Linked DNA regions of Gossypium hirsutum: region 2 is linked to region 1. A link is a contact called in public Hi-C data. All regions are on one chromosome and are shown on one strand. The core of a region is the stretch at or near the end of the contact, and the rest is flanking DNA. Distances in the headings are between cores, read along the strand shown. Region 1 has its middle 12 kb from the start of LOC107957023. Region 2 holds the start of LOC107957096 (protein LOW PHOTOSYNTHETIC EFFICIENCY 1, chloroplastic).

Evidence for each region. A called contact is a pair of places that touch in the nucleus more often than the background predicts.
Region 2: a contact with region 1 is called in a Hi-C map of leaf, with 2.9 times the contacts expected there. The contact joins the promoter of LOC107957096 here to the enhancer-like site in region 1. A contact is called at or near these places in 3 of 34 Hi-C or Micro-C datasets (all in leaf).

The regions. Positions count from the first base shown.
Region 1 is chrA05:85,233,558-85,236,150 of Gossypium_hirsutum_v2.1, reverse strand. No RefSeq gene overlaps it. Among protein-coding and RNA genes, the nearest start is that of LOC107957023, 12 kb to the right of the region's middle. Within about 2 kb of position 1,285, at least 9 of the 9 cell types and tissues checked have an H3K27ac peak or open chromatin away from gene starts, as enhancers often do. A contact at or near this core is called in leaf, where this site is marked.
Region 2 is chrA05:85,770,383-85,772,975 of Gossypium_hirsutum_v2.1, reverse strand. It overlaps LOC107957096 (protein LOW PHOTOSYNTHETIC EFFICIENCY 1, chloroplastic), which reads left to right and starts at 1,305. Exons shown (of 1, transcript XM_016892521.2): 1 at 1,305-2,593. The coding sequence starts at 1,671.

The DNA.
Region 1 (2,593 bases), core at 36-2,535:
ATTAGCTAGGGCTCGATCTAATCACTCTTGTGTATTACCTCTTTACCAGGTAAAGTATGGACCTATAAATCCAAGATCCTGCAAATTATGGACCTATAAATCCAAGATCCTGCAAATTACATGAGTCAACAAAATTACCAAAAAATTTAAATCTCTTTCCACTGGAGCGATCACTTTTTTTGTCCTCATCAGAGAGAATGGCATTAAAATCACCCAAAATCAACCATGGCAAAGGGTCTTCAGGCAAAACATCCAATAAATCAGACCAGAGGGTTTTCCTCTTAACTCTGTCAGGATTACCATACACAACAAAGATAAAAAAATAATTATAAAAAATATTACCCTGAATACATAAAAGCATGAACTAGGGATGATTATGAATAATATTAATGGAAATATAGTTATTCTAACCAACCCATATGCCATCTGAAAAACCAACAGACTCAATGCGATGAGAAAAATCAAAACCCAAATTTTGAATGATAGAATTAGCTTTTTTACCACTAACTCTCGACTCCAAAAGACACACAATATCCGGTTTATGCTCTAAATTATACTCACGAAAGGCACGGAGAAACTTACTACTCACACATTGGCAATTCTAAGAAAATATTGAAAGATTAGAATTCATAAAAAATAGACAAGAAAATAGAAAAAAATAAGAAAACCTCAAAAAATCTAACAAACTAGAACATTACAAGTCAAAATCAAATTCTTTTACCATCACTAGAATCACCTGTACCTGGGTCAGCATTATGAAGGGTGGAAACAAACTAATCCAACCTGGACATAGAATCACTCAAAAGAAATTTAGATAAATTTTTAATTTTAATAGTATTCCCTTTCCCGTGAGGGATTTTATTAATTTTCCTAGTGGCCCAAACACCCCTTTCTTTACCTCTCATTATTTTCCCCGTATTCCGAGTCTTGCTAGCACCTGAGTTTTGCAAAGAGGGCCTTTCCAAAATGACACCATCGGTTCTGACACCGAAGAAGCAGGTTTGGATGTCAAAGCATAATTCACATTTATATTCACCCCCTAGTCAACCAAAATAGAATTAAGACGCGAAATATTAACAGGTGTTGAATTAAAATTAGAAAAATGAATTTTATTTAAATCATTGTCATCCGTTATCTTAAGAATAGAAACAAATGTGGGCCTAGAAGAACTCCCTAGATCGGTTGGAATAAGGCTTGCATCTGTGCAGTTTGGGCTCACCACACTAATGGCCTGGAACAAATTAGTGCTGGTAGGGTCAATTGTCCGCTTGCCAAAAGATGGATCTTCAGATCCAATATCCGAAACCCCCGCGTCAAAAGACTAGCCCACTGACCCATTAACTACTGGGTCAGTCATAGTTAAATTTAAAAACCCAACAGCCAAATTATCTCCCCCCAGCCGCATACTCTTATTCAAATTAGGGCTACCCTGAGGATTATGTCTCTGTTTTTCAACAAAATGTCTAGCCTTCACTCTCCCCTGAAAATAGGCCAACGTTCCCTCAACTCCCTTATTTTGCTCTTTTTCTGAATCCACCAAACCTTCCGTATTATCTAAAGCACCAAAACAGGAACCCCATTTACCGTTTTCCGTCATATCCGTTCTGATTAGAATATTATTCCGAAATTTTCATCGATTTTTCCTTTCGACCAACACCAAAGGACCCGTAAGCCACCATTTCTTCTCTTTTCCCCATCTCCGTCGGAGTAACATTCACCTGATCCTTCTCCGAGCCAAAAACTGATTGCATCGAAGTACATAATTTATTGGTATGGTCGTACTTTCCACAGGAGATGCAAATGGTCGGCAACGCTTCATATTCGACTCTCTGGTTTCTACCATTCACAAGGACTTGAGCAATCAAAAGCTTGTCCAAGTTAATGTAAATAGTCATCCCGGTGAACCGGCATCTAATCCTACTATCTGTATTGAGATCCAACCGTACTACTTTCCCAATAATACCTCCAATTTCTTCAATAATCTTCTTCTTGTATAAAAAACCTGAAAGACCTAGTAACCTTATCCATGCCAACACTGTGCTTGGGTAAGGTTTTGAGGGACTAAAATCTTTTGTCCAGGGCTGACCATAAATCAACCAAGGTCCCTATGACAATACTTTAGTATAATCATCAAAAGATTGAATTTTAACCAGATAATATCCATTCTCAATGCCCATGAGATGGAAAGGCTTGATAGGATTCTAAAAGCTACTAATTCAGTTATTAAGGGCCCTCTACCCAATGTTTCTTCCAAGTAATTTTAAGACAACCGTGAGTTCCATTGCTTTGAACAAGATTTTTGAATCATTTCCGATAAATCAATGGCAGGAATTCCATTGACGATAGATCTGTGGATGTCTCCTTTCATAAACTCAAGATCTACATCATCATCGGCACTAGGAGAACCCAACTCTTCTTTATCAATCGCTCCAGGATTGATCCCCAGAAGTTTGTCCTTCTAGGATATCTTTGGACTCGATCCAGATTCAACCATCATAACAGTATCTTCCTCACCATTTCCTTCTTTGAAACGAACTTTCTTTGTAGTGCGATCCGTATCCACCCTAGACCTATCACCATCATCTATAACCAG
Region 2 (2,593 bases), core at 56-2,555, 540 kb before region 1:
GACGTTGTAATATCAAAGGTAAAATAACTTTTTAACCCTCAACATTTATAATTTTTGTCAATTTGGTCCTTACCCTTTAAAAATACATGAAAATTTTAAAATTATTTTTTTCATATTTTAAATGAAAACATAAAATTTTTTAAAAAATGATGATTTTTTAAAATAAAAATTTATGAAAAACATTAAAAACTATTTAAAATTCAAAAAACAAAAAACAAAAAATATTTTAAAAATATAAACAAAAATTCCAAAATTCAATGTTATCTAACACAAACCTAATCGGACCGGCCAGCCACACTAGGAACTGATTAGTGTATCTATTCGGTGACAGGTAAAAAAATCGATTAACGCACGAACCAGTTTGGGCTAATTGAACTAACATGAAAAATCAATTGAACCGATAATTAAATTAATTTCGAATCGGTCTAACCAATTTGTTCCCAAAATGACTAATCTCAGCGGCTCAAAGCAAATAAATAATTAAAAATAAAAAATATTAAAATCGATTCAATTTCCAGTTCAATTTATTTTTTTAGCCCAGTTCGCAAATGAATCAATTTTTAAAATTTTTAAATGTTTTAGCCCTTAACATTTACAATTTTTTTTATCAATTTGGTTAATACCTTTTAAAGTATATAAATTTAAAAAAAATAATTTTTTATTATTTTAAACGAAAAACATAACATTTTTAAACAAATATAATTTTTTAAATAATAATGTCTATAAGAAAAATTAAAATTCATTAAAATTAAAAAATAGAAAACTATAAAAAAATTCAAAATTCAATGTTTATTGAATTAAGAATCAACTGGGGTAATGGTTCGGTGAGAGGTAAAAAATTGGTTGGCAAGAGAACCGATGCGAAATAAATGAATCAAGCTAAAAGATCAATTAAACTGTGAGTTTGAATAAATGTTTATAATTTTTAGTATTTTTATTTTTTAATAAATTATTTACTTTGAACTGGTTAGGATAGTCATTTTGGGAACCAATTGGTTAGACTAGTTCGAAATTGATTCAACTGAGTCTTAGCTTGGTACAACTAGTCCGTACTGATTTGCGAGTCAACTGATTTTTGATCTCTCATCGGATTGATACCCTAGCCGATTTTCAATCCAACCAATTGGTCCAGCCCAATTTAGCTAACATTGAAATTTAGAATTTTTTTATATTTTAAAATATTTTTATATTTAAAAAAATTAATTTTTTTAAAATTTTATGTTTTTATTTAAAATATGAAAAAAAAAGAATACGAATAAGCTTGTGCTTATTGGACATTAGCCCATTTATGACAAAGAAAACCCAAACATGTTTTCTTTTTCTTGCCACACAATGACGAATTTTTGTCTGATTTTTGGCTCCCTCACCTCTCCAGCTCTCCTTGCAATTGAATGGCTGTGAATAGACCACAGCAGAAGAACACAACCAACTTATATCCGCCCAAGCTATCATCTTTCAGATGCCTTAGCCTTGTTCTTTCATCGTTTTTCATTTTTATATTCTTAATTGTATGTCAATTTGTAGAAACTCCTGTCAGTTCAGGACTGAAGTCACTAAGCACTTGCAAAGACTAAGGAGCACCGATGAATCTATCATGAGATTGTAGTAAGATATTTCCTTGCTTCTTTAACTCTGGGTATTTCTTAATTTTGTAAACTTTTTTTGTAAAAATGCAAGCTTTAAGTATCTGGCCATCACATGGTGGCTCTTTGGTAGTACCCCATTTGGATTTTGAGCATGATTCTTCCTGTTTTGCATCTATTAAACCTAGAAGCAGGAAAAAATGGAGTCTTATTGACGGTAGAGGTCATAGTTTCTTATTGCTTTCAAGCTATGCAAGATTTAGTAGGAGTGAGACTTGTTGCAGGAACTTGAATTGTTGTTTGAGATTTGAATTCCTCTGTTGCTACTCCCAATTGAAAGTTGTCCTCTTCTGTGAGCCAAAGGGAGGTTCTTCTAGTGGGTTGGTTGCATCAGCTTGGGCATTGGAGCAACAAGAAACTGGGAATGAACTTGAGAGAGAAGGATCATACTCAAAGGATGATGATAATGGCAATGGGGATAGAAGTGAGGAAGTGGATATTAGTAGTGAGGGAGAAGCTGAGTTGGAGAGTGCAAGGATTGATGTTCGGGCTCTGGCACGCAGTTTACAGTTTGCTAAAACTGCAGATGACATAGGAAAGGTTCTCAAAGATATGGGTGAACTGCCTCTCCAAGTACATTCAAGCATGATTAGTGGTTTTGGAAGGGACAAATACATGGATGCTGCAATGTCCCTTGTTGAGTGGCTCAAGAGAAAGAAGAAAGAAAGTGGTGGAGGCATTGGCCCAAACCTTTTCATATACAACAGCTTATTGGGTGCAGTGAAACACTCCAAACAATTTGGTGAAATGGAGAAAATCTTGGATGATATGGCTGAGGAGGGGATCATTCCCAATATTGTTACTTATAATGTTTTGATGGCAATTTATGTGGAGCAAGGAGAAGCTACAAAGGCCCTAAATGTTCTTGAGGAAATTCAAGAGAAGGGCTTCAGTCCGTCGCCAGTGTCCTATGCTACTGCCTTATATGCTTATCGTAGAATGGAAGATGG